Regions from separate parts of the Mus musculus genome. Here region 1 is linked to region 2. Evidence: chromatin contacts called from public promoter capture Hi-C data. All regions are on one chromosome and are shown on one strand. The core of a region is the stretch at or near the end of the contact, and the rest is flanking DNA. Distances in the headings are between cores, read along the strand shown.

Region 1 (5,753 bases), core at 12-2,511, 2.3 Mb before region 2:
TGCTTCACAATTAATGTTAAAAGCTCGCAAAGGCAACATGGACGGAAGGAATGCCAATGAGATTTCACCGGTATTAGCTTCCTGCTTCCCCTAGCTGTGACTTTTTATACAGCAGCTGCACATTTTTGCTTCTCGCTGGAACCCTGACTGGGGTCAACTGCTACCGCTCAGGCTTGCTCTAAAGACTTTTGTTTTCCCTTCGACTCCATACGGCCATGCCGTCAAAAAGCACACCTTTGGTATAAGAGACTTCCCATTTTTCCTTTGGGGTACCGAGGGCAAGTGACAAGAGTTCAAGTATGGAAAAACCAGGATGTGGTCTCTGGTTGTCAAGACCTAACTCCTAGCTTTGGATGCTGGCTTCAGGGCTCTGCCCTGACTTCATCTGTAAAACCTACACATTCCTCAGCACAGAAGGTCCTGCTCCCACATCCCCCTATCCGTTCTCCTTCATTTCCTTTTTACTAAGTATATTACTTCCGCATTCCCTTCCCACTCTTTCAGTAATTTATTCTATGTGCATTGGTATTTTGCCTCCTCGTGTATGACTATGCGAAGATGTCAGATCTTGAAGTTACTGATAGTTGTAGCTGTCCTGTGGTGATGGGAGTTAAACCTGGGTCCTCTGGAAGAGCAGAGTTCCTAAGCTCTGAGCCATCTCTCCAGCTCTCAGGATTGTTTTATCCCATCACCTTTGAGGCAGAGATTGCATGACTTGTATAAATCGACACAAAGCCTTTCTTCTGACCCTGAAGAAATAGGTCATTATGTCCCTCAAGATAAGAAATTGCACATTTCGCTGCTGCCTTCCAGCTTCTGTGTCCAGGAACCCAGCTTAACAGTGAGTTTTATGGAAACATTTTCCTCCACCTGTCAAAGTCAGCAAAACCCAGCTGCACAAATTGAGTCCTATGTCCGGTCCCCAGTCTATGCCAATACTATGATTGGCCTCTGCGCCTGTCAATCAGGACAGGTCACATGCACTCCCCCAATCACCGGCCTCAATCCCTTCGTCCCGCCTCAAGACAGACACTCACTTTCACCGGCTTGGGCAAAATGGCGCCGCTGCGAGTGACGATGACTGACCTCGACGGTACCTGGCTGAGACCTGAGCTGCCCGGTACGGTGTAGACATCGCCACCTCTCCTCCCCCTCGGCCCGCTCCAGAGAGCCCCGGGTCGAACTGCAACCCAGGCCAGCCGCCGAGCCGCCGTGGACGCCATCTCCAGCTCCGCCCCTCGCCGGGAGCCACACCCCACGCATCCAAGGCGGCCTCTGGCAGAAACTTTCTCCAAAACTCGCGAGACTCGTGACACACACGGGAAGCACCGCCCTCCCGCCTGCGCAGAGCACGCATTCGTATGCCGGTGGGAAAGTCCTCGGCGCCCGGACGACGTAGTGACGTCAGGAGAAGGACGCCCCTCCCGGACTCCAGAGGGCGGGGCCGCCAGGGCTCCCTTTGTAGGTGTTCCCGCCCCTCACCTCGGGAAGACTTGAATTAAGGAACCAGAATGTGTAATGAAAAACTCTACTTGGTATCTGAATTTATATATATATATATATATATATATATATATATTTTTTTTTTTTTTTTAAGGTAACAAAAAGTTAACAAAAAGCTGGGCGAAGTGGCGCACACCTTTAATCTTACACTACTTGGGATGCAGAGGCAGGAGGATCTCTGTGAGTTCAAATCCAGTAAGTTCCAGGACAGCCGGAGCTACGTAGTGCGGCGAAAAAAATCAAGTTAACAATAAATAGCTCATGGTTTCTGTGGACATTGGTACAATGGGTGCAGTGGACAGCGGGCTTCCCCTACAGATCTAGGGAACAAACAAATAGACGGATTGGCCTGATGGAGGTCATACCACCAAGCCAGGTTCTTGGACTCAATTGTTAGCCTCAGACACCAGCTTTGCAACTCAGGCTCCTGATTCTTCATTTGTAAACACGTTGATTGTAATAACCAAAATTAACTTTCTGAGAGGGTCTCACACATAGCCCAATCTAGCCAAAAAACTCGCGGTGTTGTCAAGGATGCTTTTGAACTCCTGATCCTCCTCCACCTCTTTGCTACCAACCGGGGAACTTTACCGTTCTGGTTATAAAGGGAAGGGGGGAGGGGAGGCTAACAGGCCTTCCACCAGGTCCTGCTGCAAAACAAACACCAAAACCAAGTGAGGTGTGGCACTCCTATCTATAATCCCAGCAGATTGCCATGCTAAGGAGTTCCAGACCTGCGTGGGCTACAAAGACTTGGTCTCCAAAAACCAAAACTATTAAAAGAGCAAACACTAACTACTGTGACAAGAAACTTAGCAAAGGTACCTGTGTGTACAGTGAGGGCAGCTGGCTATGAGGTTACAAGCAGGCTTGAGAAACATAGCCCTGACCAGAGGAACCATGGAACTCAGTCTCCTGGAGGCAAAATCCAGCCTTTAGGCCTTGTTGGATTTGGGTCAGGCTGGCCCAAGGCCCCAGATAGGGAAAGGAGGGAGGTCAGGAAGAGTCCAATTTTGTTTGGGAACGGTATACATCTCTATTGAGCCACAGCCACTGTCACTACATCTATATAAAGGGGACAGACGGGCCTGGTTTCTGGCTCTGTAGACCTAGCCATCTGACCTTAGAGCTAAAGAAAAAGATACTTGGAATGACACGGGACAGAGTAGCTATGAGAGCCCTCAGCAGACAAGCCTTAGGAACAAGCGGGCTAGGTAACAAGAGTCCCTACAAGTTGCCATGACGACAGGTCAGGTCTTCTATATAAAAGGCTGCCTGCCTCCCTGCGGGCAATGTCCAGCACTATACATGGACAGGGCAGCAGCGGGAGAGAGAACAAATCCCTCTTTAGCACCTAAAGACCTTCTCCTACAGAGAGCCCTGCCCAAGCTACAACGATGTCAGTCTTCAAGCCACTTCCTGTCACCTCTGGCATGGAGATGCCCAAGACTTCTTGTGTTGGACTTTATGGCTAGAGAGCAGAGCCCCACTTCCTGAATTATATTATCTTCCCATCAACCACCTGGCCTTTCTAGACCTCAGAAAATAAGTAGGGAGCCATGATTCTTCAGTTCATGCCAGCGAGAGGGGAGGATCTGGAAGCTAGAGAAAGTCTACAGAGCAGGGGAACACACACACACACACACAGAGCAACCTGGTAAATGAGTAAATATTTAACCCCTGACGTTCTGACCCCGGCATCCTGACCAGCAGGACAGGGCCATAGCTTAAAGGGCTCTGGCTCAGGGCCTATTCTGTGACTTGTTCTCTGTCTGGCTTCCTTTTGCCCTTTGCTGCCACCCTCGCCTCAGCTCCATGATCTCCTTCCCATACCAGTCATGCAGGGTAGAGAAACAGGAGCTCTCAGGGGACACGGGGCTCTGTCCCATGCTTAGGAGGAGGCTAGCAGGGCCCTGTAACTCCCACTCGGTCAAATCCCGACCTATTGGCCGGATCCCCCTTTCTTCCACAGTACCAATGGAACTGCGGTCCCTGGGGAGAAAGTGGCCGTTCTCAGGGTCTGGAGCTCGGTGGTCAGGAGCCTGAGATTTACTACAATTGGCAACAGCCCTCTGGGATGCACAGCGATGCAAGGCCAGGCTCTGACGGGCATCCTGCAACTGGCTCTCCAATTCTCGCACCACAAGTCGCATGTAGCCAAAGCTGGCTCGGGACAGTGCCTTCACCCATGCCTCTTGGGCAGCCTGCCCATCTGCTGCCAGCAGGTGTGGGCGCACTCCAGGGGCATCAAAGCGAATAGCGAAGGCGAACTCCTCGGGTACAGGAGCCTCGGCCAGCTCCACCGTGCAGCCTTCCAATACCACAAGACTCAGCGGGACCCGGCTCTCTCTAGTCTCGAAAGAGAATAGCAGATTGCCCTTGAGAACAAACCAGTATCTTCGGCCAGTGCCACTGGGAGTGGGTGGGGAACCTGGTCCTCCCCAACTACGCAGAAAGCCAGTGTGGTCTGCCGGAGAATCACTCAGCGCATAGTGGGCCACACTCCTCTTGTTCAGCTTCATGGCTCCCACGAGAACAGTGAGATAGAGAGATGGTAGCACCCGCAGGGAAGGACCCAGCTCAGAAGACCAGCAGCCCAGTCCTGTGGCTCCTACAGACCATGTTCCTGCAGTTCTCAGACTTCAGCTGAAGGACTAGTCTTCCTTGCCTTTCATCTCAAAAGTCTTATAAGGGTCACCAAAAAAATTTAAAAAAAAAAAAAAAAAGAACCTGGACATCAAAACACTGTAACAAAAAAGACAATAGTTGTATCAGGAGAAGAGCCCAACATGGTGCTTTGTTTGTTTGAAGACAGAGTCTCATAGCCCAGGCTGCTCTTGAACTCACTATGTAGCCAAGGATGTCTGATCTGAATTCAGCTTCTGAGCTGACTGTCCCCATCTGCCCAGTTCTTCCTGCATACCTACCCCATGCTCAGCTTCTGTCATGCTAGGTTTTGAAGGCAGGAGCCCTGAGCACACGGAGCCCCAGCTCTTCTGGGTGTTCGTTTGTTTGTTTGTTTGTTTGTTTTAAGCATACAGCACCCAGTATTCCCAGTTGGTCTCCCATCCGAATACTAACCAGGCCCGACCCTGCTTAGCTTCCAAGATCAAACAAGATCAGTCGTGTTCAGGGTGGTATGGCTGTAGTTTTTAATCATGGCTTTCAGGCTGGGTCATACCATATCCCTGGCTAACCTGGATATTCCTTTTGACATTTTTTTTTAACCCAAAGAAATAACCCCTGGGGAGGGATGAAAGGGACCCTAGGCCCAAAGACACTTTTGTGCTTTAAACATCCTAAACATGGGGCCCCTCACTGCAAGTGTAAGCTCAACCTCCAGGGAGCCCACGACTTTCCTGAGCCCCTACTAGCCCCAGTGGTATCCAGCCCACATTTCAGAGCCAGATGGAGGCAGGGGAGGGACAGGCCAGTGACCGAGACCACCTAGGGGTAACCACATCACACCAACGAGCACCAGAGGAAGGAGGAGGTGACCAGGGGTGAATGGGACCGGCTCTGTAAACTCCAGCGGTGTGTCCTGGGGCACTGAAGACATAGCCACTAAATTCTGGTGCTCCAAGGTTCCTATACAGCTGAACTGGCAAGGGTCATATGAGGAAGAGTCAGCACTTGGTCTTATAACTTCTAGGTGGGGCCTTGTTGGTGACACACTTATCAGCAGAGTCACAGAAGGGGACAGGGTGGCCTCTTATCTAACCACACAGCTCAGCCACATGGTTTCCAGAGAGCCTGCAAAAGGGTTCTCAGAGAACGTGAGAACTGTTCTAACTTCAGGGCCCCAGTAAAAGGGCAGCCTTTTGCCGGAAGCGCTCCTCCTTTTCATAATCTGCTCATCCCGTAGGGCAACTGAAGTTCCCTGTATGTCTTGGCCCACTGTCTCTTGACTGTAATTCTGGGCTCCCTGGGGCTAGGTAGGTCAGTTAAGTGCAGTTAAGATTTCCTGGCTGTCCCTATGGGATTTCCGTCACCACGATATTGGGGAGAAGTCTCCTGATTACTGATGTACCCAAAGATCGAATTTGGCTTTGTCCCTTTCGCGCACCTCCCCTCCCTATTTGCAGGACATCTAGAGTGGTTAAATCGCCAATAATCAGCCCTGTGCAGACTTGCTGAATTTGTAGGAATGCATCAGTAGACAAAACTAGGTCCCCGTCCTCTTGAAATCTACTTTCCAGCAAAAGAGACACTCCGTAAGCAAATACAATTAAATAAATAATGAATTAATC
Region 2 (5,499 bases), core at 2,522-5,021:
AAATACTGCTCTTGTGGTGGGGCAAAGTTCAGATCCTAGTAGTAACGCTGGGTGGCTCATAACTTATAACTACAGCTCCAGAGGGATCTGTTGCCTGCAGACTCCTTGGGTACCTGCATTCAAGTGCACGTGTTCAAACACTGACACATACATGTAAAACAAACAAACAAACAAATAACAGCCTCATTGCTCCTGATCATGGATCAGTCATGATCCATGAACCTGTTGTGTGAGAACTTCTGTAGGAAAGTGTGAATAAATATCTTTCACTCCAGAGATGACATAAATGACAGCCCAGAGAATGATTCCATATCAAGTCTAACTTGATGAAGCAATGAGTTGATTGAAGTTACTATAGGAGCATGGATGGCTCAAGGACAGTTAACTCCAGCACCAAAAAGCTCACTGGCAATCCTGGAGCTCTCTGCACAGCACCCAGGCAGCTCAATAGGTAGAAAAGTCTCTCTTCAGCAATTCTTAGTTTATATAACCTGTGAATCTGGTAAGCTTCAGGAACTTCCTGAGACTTGTGAGTTGCTTACTTTCTGAGTCTCAGGAACCTCCTTGCAGGACAGAATGTTTCATCTGGGAAGAAGTTGCTATGGTACAATACCTAGAGGTCTGTGCTTTCTCTTTATGGCTGTTCTGTGGGTCTGCATCTCCCTGGTTCCATTTTGTCTCTCTCGGGAAGAAAGAATAGAAGGTCTATGCCAGATGCCTGGACTTTTGTATCAAACGAAGGGCTTCATGCAGGCTAAGCAAATATTATACCAACTGAGCCAAATTTCTAGCCCCAAAGTTCTAATTTTTTTTTCTTTCTTTCTTTCTTTCTTTCTTTTTTTTTTTTTTTTTGGTTTTTCAAGACAGGGTTTCTCTGTATAGCCCTGGCTGTTCTGGAACTTACTTTGTAGACCAGGCTGGCCTCGAACTCAGAAATCTGCCTGCCTCTGCCCCCGGAGTGCTGGGATTAAAGGCGTGTGCCACCACGCCCGGCCGGCAGTTCTAATTTTCTAAAGGCGTTAATTTTAAATTTTATTTGAGTCAGGGTCTCATTATATAGCCTTGTCTGACTTATAACTACCTACGTAGATCAGGTTGGCCTTGAACTCACAGAGATCTGCTTGCTCTGCCTCCTAAGTGCTGAAATTAAAGACATGTGGCCCTATACATGGCTTGAAGACTTGATTTTTTCTTTTCTTTTCTTTTCTTTTCTTTTTTTTTTTTTAAGATTTATTTATTTCTTACATGTAAGTACACTGTAGCTGTCTTCAGACACCCCAGAAGAGGGCATCAGATCTCATTACAGATGGTTGTGAGCCACCATGTGGTTTCTGGGATTTGAACTCAGGACCTTCGGAAGAGCAGTCAGTGCTCTTAAGTACTGAGCCATCTCTCCAGCCCCGACTTGATTTTTTCTAAATATATTTTAGAATCAGTTTATGAGTTTTCCCTAGTCTCATGTAGTAATCAAGGATACCTTTGATCCACTGACCCTGCAGCCTCTCTTACCAAAATTGCACCAACTTACCTGTCCTTATTCTAAATTGTTAAAGGAGGCTGCCTTGAAGACAGGACAGAACCAAAGAGCTTGAGAACTGCCACATGGCCAGGAAGTATTTGTGGACAGAGAACAGGATCAAAGATCAAAACCTGATTCCCAAAAGGCTGGTGTTACTTTTTGTTGTTGTTGTGTTTGTTTGTTTCTTGGTTTTTCAAGACAGGGTTTCTCTGTGTAGCCCTGGCTGTCCTGGAACTCATTTTGTAGACAAGGCTGGTCTCAAAATTCACCTGTGCCTCCCAAGTGCTGGGACTAAAGGTGTGTGCCACCATGCCCGGCTCCTACTCAAAATCTTACACATGGCAGCTTACAACTGTCTGTAACTCCAAGCTCTGACAGCCTCACACAGACATATGTGCAGACAAAATACTGATGCACATAAAATAAAAATAGATAAATTAAAAAAAAAAAAAGAAAGAGGGAAGGAAAGAAGGGCTGGAGAGGTGGCTCAGTGGTTAAGAGCATTGACTGCTCTTCCAGAGGTCCTGAGTTCAATTTTCAGCAACCACATGGTGGCTCACAACCATCTGTAATGAAATCCAATGCCCTGTTCTGGTGTGTCTGAAGACAGTGACAGTGTTCACACCTAAATAAAAAAGAAATAAATCTTAAAAAAAAAGAAAAGAAAAGAAAAGAAAGCCAGGACGGTGGTGGCGCACGCCTTTAATCCCAGCACTTGGGACGCAGAGGCAGGCAGATCTCTGAGTTCGAGGGCAGCCTGGAGCCTGGTCTACAGAGTGAGTTCCAGGACAGCCAAGGCTTCACAGAAAAACCCTGTCTAAAAAAAAAAAAAAAAAAAAAAAAAAGGAAGAAAAAATAATTCTTCTTTTGGGACTGGAGGGACGTCTTAGGAATTAAGGGCTCTTGCAGAGGACCAAGGTTTGGTTCCCAGCACAACAACCATCTGTAACTCCAGTTCCAGAGGGTTCCATACTCTCTTCAAATCTCCCCGGTACTGCACATATGTGGTGCACGTGCATAAATGAGGAAAGCACTCATAAATATAAAATTAAAAAGAGCTTATTTAAGATATTCTTAAGTGGCGCTCCTCCACTTTCAGAAATTATTTTTTAAATTTTAATAAACCTATGTTGCTGTTCGAAAAATAAATTCATTAAGAATCTTGATCTGGAGAGATGGTTCAGAAGTTAAGAAAACTTGTCATCCCACGGGACCCAGGTCTAGTTCACAGCATTAACAACGGTCCAGGGGGATCTGACACTATTTTGACTTTTTTTTTTTTTTTTTTTAGATTTATTTATTTAGTGTATATATGAGTATAGAGGTCACCTGATCCCATTACAGATGGTTATAGGCCACAATATCGTTGCTGGGAATTGAACTCAGAATATCTGGAAGAACAGTCAGTGCTCTTAACCATTGAGCTATCTCTCAAGCCCTTATTTTTTTTTAAAGATTTATTTTTATTTTATGTATATGAGTACACTGTCGCTGTCTCCAGACACATCAGAAGAGGGCATCGAATCCCAGTACAGGTGGCTATGAGCCACCATGTGGTCACTGGGAATTTAACTCAGGACCTCTGGAAGTGCAGTTGGTGTTCTTAACTGCTGAGCCATCTCTCCAGCCCGGTTTGACTTCTGAAAATGTCACGCACGCCCGTGGCGCACATTCGTACACACGGGGGGGGGGGAACCTCACACATTTGTAAATCTGAAATTAAGAACAAAATATGAACGGGACATGACATCTGGAGACTGAATTGGCAGAGACAGGACTTGAGGGAGATGTGCCCGAAATCATGGCGCATTAAAGGCATGGCTTGATTGGAAGACTGAGAGCAATGTTGGTGATCACATCAAAATCACTGGTTAGGTAAAAGAGCAGTTTCATTCAGTCTATCTTAAGAGCTCACGAGAACAACGCAGTCAGTTGTCTCACACTAAGCCTGCTTCAACGCCGTTGTTTTCGTTGCTGTGTGGGACTAGCCCTGTGTGATTCCGTTCTAGAAGTGAGAGGAAGCACAATGCCTCCATTTTTCTTCATTATCATGAAATTTGGCTGCTGCAGAACGCCGTAGTTCTTTACATTCTAAACCTCAGCGTCGACGAGGCGTTTCGCTAAGCTTGAACCCAATCATTCTCCGTAGACCCTATTTGTCAATCCTAGTGGGCGGGAAAAATGTGTGTAAAATGACATTCGATGCGCGCCCTTCGACCCGACGCCTATGCGTCAACACGTTCGCACGCTCAGGGGGCGGAGCCATCACTTGGCTTTATATAGCCTGCACTGGCTCCTGGTCGCTCTCTATCTGCGGCGTGTGGCGGCGAGATGGTACGTATGGCCATGCTGCCTTCTAACTTGGTCTCCTGTGGGCCTGGCTTGTATTCACCTCCCATCGGCGCCATCCCTGGCTCGCCAATCCTGAAAGGATGTAATAGGGGATCGATGTGAGGGCCGCGACCGTCCGGAAATTCAGGGACCTTAACGGCCTTACGGAGGATGTGTGTGGGACCGGCCTGGGCCTGTGTGCGACCCATTTGATATCAGCGTAATCCTAAGGGACTTATGGAATGGGCTGTTTTGTGCTTAATTCGAGGGTAGTGGTCAGTCTGGTAGGGATGGCCCAGGTCTTTAGGAATGCATTGGTTAAGTGGAGAAATTTGGCAAATCGGGTCGGGTCTCCATTTTGGAATGTTATAAGAGTGGAAGGTGCATCTCTAGAGTTCTCAGAAGCCACAAATGATGAACCTTTTGACGGGCGGACAGAAACTCTGTGCTGAATGTCAAGTTCTGATTTGGCTTTAGGAGGGAGTGTTTGAGGCCGACTTGCATTAGACTCCATCTTGATACGCCATGTTGCCATTTAGTCACATGGGATACTCTTGAAAGTTCACCCATCGAGGTTTTAGTATAACTAAGCTGTTTTGTGTTTGAAAGGCATGGAAACTAAAAGCATTAAGCTGAAGTCTTATTGCAGTCTGTCCTCTGATACAATTCCTTTAAATGTGGAACCCTCCTTTGGGCTTGATTGGAAGACTGAGAGCAATGTTGTGATCTCTCCCTTTACCTCAGTCTCACAGGAAATTCTCAGCTCCCAGGCATGGGTCCTTGGGCTTCCTGCCTCGCAAGCGCAGCAGCCGGCATCGTGGGAAAGTGAAGAGCTTCCCTAAGGATGACGCTTCCAAGCCCGTTCACCTCACAGCCTTTCTGGGTTACAAGGCTGGCATGACCCACATCGTCCGGGAAGTTGACAGGCCAGGATCTAGTATGTACAGTACTTCCTTGTCCAACTTGGGCTGTGTGTAATTTTGCCTGTAGTTACAGTAAATTCCCAAAGGAGCACAATAGCTTCATCCTGGGGTGCTTTGTGGTAAGTCTAGAACAAAGCCTGACTTAGTGTGGTAGTGCCCACACTAAGGGAGCCTAGAAGTGTTTTGGCCTAGCGAAATTTAACACAGATTCCTGTGCAGAGTCCTGTTGGGGTAGTTGGTTGTTTCCATGCCAGTGCCTGTTATCAACCCTAGGTACTCTGAAAAGGTAGACACATTTAACAAGTGTATTCTGGACATGAAACCAGACTAGTGATAAAGCTCCTCTTTGAGACAGTCTAGATAGCACATGGCATTTTGCTACTTCAGTGGTGATAGTCACCACCTGGCATGGTGCCTGTTAGCAGCCTTGCAAAGTAAGTGGAGGTTAGAAACTTTGGCTCAATTGTTAAAAGCTGCAGTTGGAGAGCCCGCAGTTCTGAAGAGCAGTCCTGGAAGGCCCAGTATTCTGATGCGGAGACAGCCATTCTGTCTAAATGGATGCTTGTATGTGCTGGGGTATTTGTGCTCCCACTGAAGCTTATGCCTGTTTGTCTTCACAGAGGTGAACAAGAAAGAAGTCGTGGAGGCTGTGACCATTGTGGAAACTCCCCCAATGGTGGTTGTGGGCATTGTGGGATATGTTGAGACCCCACGAGGCCTCCGGAC

What was found. Promoter capture Hi-C pulls out the DNA fragments that hold promoters and counts their contacts.
Region 1: a contact with region 2 is called in a promoter capture Hi-C map of erythroid cells, with 9 times the contacts expected there. The contact joins the promoter of Smdt1 here to the promoter of Rpl3 in region 2. A contact is called at or near these places in 1 of 39 promoter capture datasets (erythroid cells) and 1 of 484 Hi-C or Micro-C datasets (B cells).

Annotation. Positions count from the first base shown.
Region 1 is chr15:82,341,554-82,347,306 of GRCm38.p6, reverse strand. It overlaps Smdt1 (single-pass membrane protein with aspartate rich tail 1), which reads right to left and starts at 1,261. Exons shown (of 3, transcript NM_026914.1): 1 at 1,038-1,261. The coding sequence starts at 1,223. It overlaps Pheta2 (PH domain containing endocytic trafficking adaptor 2), which reads right to left. Exons shown (of 2, transcript NM_177391.4): 2 at 1,597-4,248. The coding sequence starts at 4,025. The coding sequence ends at 3,246. It also overlaps the pseudogene n-R5s41.
Region 2 is chr15:80,081,678-80,087,176 of GRCm38.p6, reverse strand. Rpl3 (ribosomal protein L3) reads left to right here and starts at 3,771. Exons shown (of 10, transcript NM_013762.2): 1 at 3,771-3,853; 2 at 4,595-4,787; 3 at 5,394-5,499. The coding sequence starts at 3,851. Snord43 (small nucleolar RNA, C/D box 43) reads left to right here and starts at 4,271; the gene lies at 4,271-4,318.